Regions from separate parts of the Drosophila melanogaster genome. Here region 2 is linked to region 1. A link is a contact called in public Hi-C data. All regions are on one chromosome and are shown on one strand. Each heading gives the region's core, a stretch centred on a gene start, on an enhancer-like site or on the middle of the called end of the contact. The rest is flanking DNA. Distances are from core to core; before and after follow the strand shown.

What was found. Hi-C and Micro-C count contacts between places; a contact is called where the count stands out from the background.
Region 2: a Hi-C map of the Kc167 cell line shows a contact between it and region 1, with 4 times the contacts expected there. The contact joins the promoter of spi here to the promoter of lncRNA:CR44977 in region 1. A contact is called at or near these places in 9 of 107 Hi-C or Micro-C datasets (the Kc167 cell line, cellular blastoderm embryo, embryo and 4 more).

What each region holds. Positions count from the first base shown.
Region 1 is chr2L:19,157,600-19,161,243 of dm6, forward strand. It overlaps lncRNA:CR44977 (long non-coding RNA:CR44977), which reads right to left and starts at 1,700. Exons shown (of 2, transcript NR_124379.1): 1 at 1,148-1,700; 2 at 269-1,066. All of the region lies in intron 2 of brat (brain tumor), which reads left to right.
Region 2 is chr2L:19,575,684-19,579,327 of dm6, forward strand. spi (spitz) reads right to left here and starts at 1,632. Exons shown (of 3, transcript NM_134291.5): 1 at 1,503-1,632. It overlaps msb1l, which reads left to right and starts at 2,018. Exons shown (of 2, transcript NM_136147.4): 1 at 2,018-2,291; 2 at 2,357-3,448. The coding sequence starts at 2,115. The coding sequence ends at 3,325. Pmvk (Phosphomevalonate kinase) reads right to left here. Exons shown (of 2, transcript NM_136148.2): 2 at 3,410-3,644.

The DNA.
Region 1 (3,644 bases), core at 450-2,949:
AATGCATTCTAATTCGGCATACGCCAGTGATTTTTTAAATATAAACAATGGTTTCGTCTAGCTGAAACTAGCTTCCTTTCTGATTTTTAATTATACAAATTCCAAAATTCATTGGAAAACAAAATGTTCCGAAACTCAAAAGAATGAAAATTTTGGAAGCCCATATTAAAAAAAAAAACGAGACCTGTAATCATTTCCAGTTCTGGTTCCCATTCAATTGATGACACTTGTGCGAAATCAGAGTTTATGCGAATACAAATAATCGTTTATTGCGAAACAAACCCGAAAATAAACGCGGATGATAATCTTTTGACTCACTGCACTGGTTCTATGCATGGGGCTTAGCCCCCAAAAAATGGCTAGATAGTACAAGTTACCCCACGACCAGTGGCGCGGTTTCCACTGCTTCCGCTCTTTGTAGCCCTTTTTCGGGCTCTTCTGCTGCGCTTCGTTCTTCGTTCGTGCTTCTTCTTCTCCGACTTCATCGCCGCCGTCTCCTTTGCCGCTCTCTTTGTAAGTGCAGCTCACTCCCACTCGCATATGTACATACAGAGCCCGGAATACTTGGAGTGCACTGCTCCCTCGCGCAATTTATGTTCTGTTCGAGTACATATGCCGCATACATATGTACGTGTGCGAGTGTAGGAGGTTGTCAGAGGTCAGTCTCATCGCCGCATGTATGTAGGTATGTACATGCATACAAACACCCGTTCCAATTGCCAATCCATTCCCCGTGGCGTTCTGCAGAAACTAGATTTCCCGCTCTCTCTCGGTCCCGTTCGCTGGTTCTTTGTCTCTCTCGCTCTCCCGCTGGCTAAAACTGGTTGAGTGAGTTTTTTCGGCTGGCCGCTTTTGTCGGCTTGGTTCGTTCGTTCCGTTCCCGTTCGTTTCCGTTCCTCGTTCCGCGTCTTGTAAAATTCTTCTTCGCCATGCTGGTTCATTCTCATTCAGTTCTTAACACTCGCCGGATAAACAACAGTTTGGCGCTTGTTCGCGTTCACTTCCCGTCGCGTTCAGAGAGAATACACTACTACTGCTGCTGCTAGTGTGTGTGCGTGCGTGTGAACTGTGCGAAAAGAAGCAATATAAAGTATTAATACTAGTGGAATATTAAGTAAATCTAAGTGCAACAGAAACATACACATACCTAGCCTATGTACGTATGCTACAAGATATACATATCTGCAGCAAATAAATGTTAACTCAGTATACAAGCGAACAAAAGCACCAGAAACAAATTGTTTAGTTTTGCTGCTCATTCTTCTTCTTCCACCGATGCCGTAGAGTTCATCAACTTGTTTAGAATCGCGTACGTGACTGTATGTATGCCTGTGTGAGTGAGTGACAGTGTGTTGGTGCTGCCTTTTTCCTGCTGCGCTTCCTCTTGCTCGTGCATCTATCTCTTTCTGGCGGCGCATCACTTGCATTGTTGCTGTTGCTGTTTGTTGCAATGCAACAAAACATTTTATTCTTGCCTTTTCCCCCTCCTGGTCTTCGCCTCCTTTGGCGTTTGTTTATGAGCGTGTTTGTGTATGTGTGTTTGTTCTTTTCGACGTCCGCGCGCATTGTTGTTATTTGCTTGCATTAACTTCTACGTTTCTACGCTTTTGTTATTATTATCTCATTTCTTATTTAGCTCTGCGCCACAGTCTGCTCTCCACAGTCACGGCCAGCAGTTGGTGTAAAAGTGTAATGTTGATGCTCGCCAAAGACATAAATAAAATAAGAGTGAAAAATGTAGAAAATCTAAGATATTTTTTCAGTTTGTGCAATACTACAAATTCGCTTGTACATATCCCCTCGACCTTAACTTTGCTTTCATATTCTCTTTCTGCGGAATACTATTCTGTATATTCCCCTGGTCAATAACCACTGTATTTGCAAGAGCAAACAATAATCTGATAATGATGAAATGGTTTATCAACCTCTGAAGCCTAGAGGTGTGCACACTTCCTTCAACTCCAATGCGCGACGACCTTCCCCCGGCCAAAAAGTCCGAAAGTCGAGCCTATTTATCGCGACACAACTGTTCAAACAATTCCCCAACAACATTCGATTCGCGTCGGCAGCGACTGTGTTCATGGGTATTGTTGTGGATATCGTTATTGTTATTGCATTTGTTGTTGCTGTTGCCGCTGCGATGCGGAAGAATAAAACACGAGTTTGTTTTCTTGTTTCTGTGTGTATTTTAAACCAAAATTATTACGGCAATGTTCTTTAAACTTAATCACTGTAGACTGACAGACTGATCGACGTGCAAACCACGCTTGGGGCTTCTCATTAATATACGAACTGCCGGTTCGAGTGAGTTAGTGAGTGCCTGTTTTATTTACGCCGAAAGCAAAAACACAAGAGGCGAAAACAAAACCGAAACCAAAATCTAAAAACGTGTTTCAAATTTGTTCCTATCTGTGTTGTGTCTCTGGGTCCAGTATTTGGGGTTTGGCGTACAAGCATGTGGATATGGATACGAGCAGAACGGAAAGACGAAACATAACATATCGAATGCTATTTACTCCATGTGTCTTGTTTCACGCTCGATTTGCGTCGCCAGCAGAGCTAAGAAATAAAAAACTACGCTTACTGATTAAAAAAGCTGTCGCCGGGCTTTATATTTTGCGTCGAACTGATTGTGTGCAGTGATTACTCGGAAGCGGGAATTAGAAAGGACCCCGGCCAGATATTTATTTGATTAAAAAATGCAAAAGCATGCTGCTAGCAACAGAAAAGAAGATTGTTTAAATTAATCATAAAATTGCACTAGTTTTTGCACTAGTTTACACTTTATACTTTATCGTAAACACCAGCTCGGGCAACCTTTTTGAAAACTCGAGAATTTACTGTTTATAAATAGGTACAACTGTACCCTAAACAAACAGAAGGGTTGAACAATTATAATTTTATGTTTTTTTCCTTGTTTTTCTAGCTCGTTACTGTATTGTTTGGAGCAGTCGAAAGTAATCTTCTTGGGTTTACCTAAAGACTTACAAGTCTGATCTAATTCACTTTTATTCGCATTCGCCCAGTGATCACTGTAGATTACCAGCTGCTTTGAAGATTTTCTGATTTACAATTCAGATACAATTGACAACGATCCTTCTTTTATCAACAGCGATTTGGGCCATCTCCAATCGATTCGCCATCGCAACCCGAACGCCTTGTGTAAATGCGTTTCCTGTGCTGTTTTGTTACTTTCTGAGATTTTCTAGAACTCGGTCGGGGTCGTTCTTCTTCCCTCTTCTGTCCCCGCCAATCTTTGTCGTACCAATTTCGTTGTGTTTTGCTCTGCTTTGTTTTGGGTTCATGTGCGAGTTTTCATTATCAGAGAGCGTTGCTTACCACCACGTAATAGATAACGCAGGCAACCCGAAGTTGGTACATCTCTAATTGAAAATGTTAAAGTAGATAGCAAATATTTATCGAAAGTTAACACGAAAATGAGGCGTACAGAGAACACGTTCCAATTGATTAGATGATGTTGCACCACAAGACGATGGCATGTGCATCTGCGTTTAAACTTCCTTTATGAGGTGAAATATTTAGGGCCTATTTAAGCTTGTAGATACTTTTAGTTAATTTGATCTTTTGCACACTTGGAAATACAGTTTGCTCTCACATCTAACCTTGGAAAAAAACAAAGGAAG
Region 2 (3,644 bases), core at 382-2,881, 420 kb after region 1:
TGCGTAAGGTAACGTGCTACGGAACCGAAACTCGCGGATGATCGTAAGTGGGAGATATGTACGTGGGATAAGAGCGAAAGTAGACGGATATCCGATTTGCAAAAAGATGTAGTATTAATTTAAAATGTTTAGAATAACAAAAATAAGCTAACAAAACTATAACCATGACAAACTATGACGATAACAATATATTTGCTATGCGTTACGATTTACAAACTTTGAATACTTTTTAAAAGATGCTTATTTAGGATCGATCCATTGTGCAGCGAGATGAGCGGAACGAAAGGCGAAAGGGACGCTGGTTTGCGTCTCCGCTGTACGCCAGACAGACAGACAGACAAGACGCCGCAATATTATAAACAGGAAATGGAATTTACCCACACGGATGCAGCGCGGTGAAGTGTGTGTCTGTGTAAATTGCTGATGAGCCGACAAACGGACGTGGTGCTCAATTGACAGATGAGCACGAGAGAGACAGGCAGAGCATAGCACACCGCCGAATGAGCGAAGGAGAAGGCCAGAGCGCGCTTCAAAGTTGATTGAAATCAATATACGTACATACGTATGTATACACACATAGCGTGCCGGTGTGAGTGTGCTAAGACCGCTCGTGGAATGTTTGAAAAACGCGGTCAAGCGACGGGAAGAGCAAGAATGTTGAACTCTGGAAGTGGGAAGAAGTTTCTGTAAATAGAAGCCAGGTGGAAGGGGCTTTTGCACCTGCCACGCCCAGCAGCCCCTGGAATCAATTAACATGTTGCACAACTGCAGCGGCTCCTATATACATAGTTCATATAATGTACTTGTGATACAGTGACTTACGCACACAGAGGTGCAATTGCAGATGGCGACGAGTGTAGCGTGTAGTTTTTCTCGGAAATGAGCAATGAATGAAATTCGGTTGTTTTCAGTACTCACACGCACACGAACGCAGATGCATACACTCGCAATTTGGAGCAAGAGAGAAAGTCTGCACGACATGCGCTCTGGCGTTTGTGTGTATACAATTTGCTTACTTTTTGCGCTACAATTGGCAAATAAAACAATAGCGCAATTTTACGCAGCACTTTAGCTTACTAACCCACATTGATGGCTCCACAAAGCGAGCAAAATAATTTGTCTGCCTAATTGAAATAAAATAAATAAAACTAAGCAGAAAAAATGTCGGCAAAAAACAAGGCGCAGCTGTATTGTGCGCTAGTGTGTGTAAAAAGGAGACGGCCATAGAAAAAAAAAACACATATACACACAGGAGAATTTACTGCTGCTTGCGGCGCCCACACACACATACACAAAAACACTCGCCTATTTAGTACAGCAACTGCGTAAATTCAATAAAAATAGTCATCTGGAGTAAAAAAACCCAGTTTCCTGTCTTCATTTCCCTTTTTCCGTGAAGGTACACAGTCACTACTGTTATAATTTAGCACACACACTCGCGCATTTATGTATGCATTTGGGTTGCTTTCATTTGGATGTTTATCACTTACTTTACCACTTACTTTGGGATTTAGCTCTTCGTTTGTCGCACTTTTTTGGCCTGTTTTCATGCCATTTTCTTTTTGAAAAACTGAAAGAGTACAATTCGTTGTGTCGCGTCTTAAATGAACAAGTGTTGCCAGACTTTAGCTGGAGGGAGATGACACTATCGCGAGGCAGCATAAAAATCAGTGCTGTAAAGCGAAATTAAAAAAAATATCTGATAACTTTAATATTAGTTTATTTGTTTACTGAATTTTACATTTTCTTATGTACTATAAATAAAAATCAATTCATAAATTTATTTGAGAGGAGTAAAACAAGAAGAATCCACCTAAACATTACAGACTTAAGTTCTAAATATCCCAAACGTTGTTTAATTTCTATTTATATTTGTAACGATTAGTTAGTTATTAGTAATAATGAAAGAACTAGTGATAAAATCCATTTGTAATCACTGCTAGAATTGGCTTGAAAATAGCTAGACTGACGTTAACAATACTGTTACCAGTTGGCATTTCCTGATCCGGCAACTCCACACGACGCCATTTCAAAACAAATGCGCGGCAACGATTTTATTTTACCCCGCAACATTTAGTGAGAAGTCGCAAAATAAGTCAGATTATTTGATTAAAATGGGAGCAAAGGCAACAAAAATGGAAGGTGAATATCTGCCGGATACGCCGACACTAAACAAAATGCGCCTGGCCAGCGAAAAGCGAGAACAAATGGAAATGACGACGCCGAATCGAGAGCAAAACAACGCTTTGCTCGATCCTCGATCACCAAATGGCTGCCGCACGCCTTTAACCGTGAGTTTATAGGCATTAGGTATTTTTTGATATTACTAACCCTAGTAATGATGGCTGCGTTGTAGTTCTTGCAGGCGTCAAAACCTCGCGTTGAGGAGGAGGAGCAGCATGTGACCACCAGTGAAAATGCCTTCTCCATGCTGCGAAAACGTTTGCTCAAGGGCTTCTCCCTGAACGATCCTCGCTCTCCTCAGCTGAATCGCACTCCACTGGTCCTCGATGAGGTTCGTTCGCTTAATATGGATGACACATTCGCCGATCTCTTCGTGGACACCAGGGTGGGTACAGCACAGAGAGCAGTGCCTGCATCACCGCCCCAAGTGGATTTAGAGGAGAGCTGCGATAGCTTCGGCACACCGCCGTCTGCTGCACACAACAATATTTCCCTGGAGATTGTTTCACTGCCCTATGATCAGGAAGAAACCTTGCCTTGCGAGCAACAGCTGCTGCCGTATCAGGAGCCGAATCTGGAGCAGGGCCAGGTGAAAATGGCCACGCCCCCGCCAGAACAGCAGCCCCATGGTGATCCCCGATCGCCCAGCCTGGGCGTCGATCGCACACCCATCATCTTCTGCGACGACGAGGAGGAGGAGGCACGCGAGGCCCAGATGCTGGAGCACATCCTGGAAACACTGACCCTGAATCTCAGCACTGGCAGCAGCATGGCCTCCTTTGTCGCTGGCGAGGAGCAGCTACCAGAAGTGCCGTCGAACAAACATTTGGAGCGAGTGCGTTTGGGTCACAAGCGTCGTGTGCCACCGCGCAAGCCCGCCAGAGCCAACAAGCCAAAGATCTATGTTGACCAAGAGGAGGGGTCCCCGGTGACCGGAGGATCCATTACGCCCAAGACAAACAGTACCCCCCTGTCCGCACAAAAGCGAACTCCACTCAGTTGCGTTAAGAATAAGCCGCATCTGCGATCCCGTTCAATGGAAAAGGATTCTAAGAAGAATCAGATTCCGCCCGCGCAGAGCTTCAACGATCAACTGCGGATAATCTCTGGCACAGAGGGATTCAGCGGACCCGTTTACTAACACAGCTTAGTAGCTACTATTGCCTTATGTCCATCAAAACCCACCAAATCATAGTCTTTTCTCACGACACATACTTTTATTACTCATCTTTTAATAAATCATTTTATTAGTTTGCTTGCCAGTACATTGTGCACATAAATTGATGGATGCAGTTTGCTCATGAGTATTATTCTAACATTTGGAAACCGGGCTATTTATTCCTGAAGTAACCTATTACCGATAATCAGCGACATATAGTTTGTATATCCATTGAATCTATTAAGTCTTAAACGTTGCAAGTTAGTAAAACCGCCACACAAGCTCTATTTCGTTACCAAGA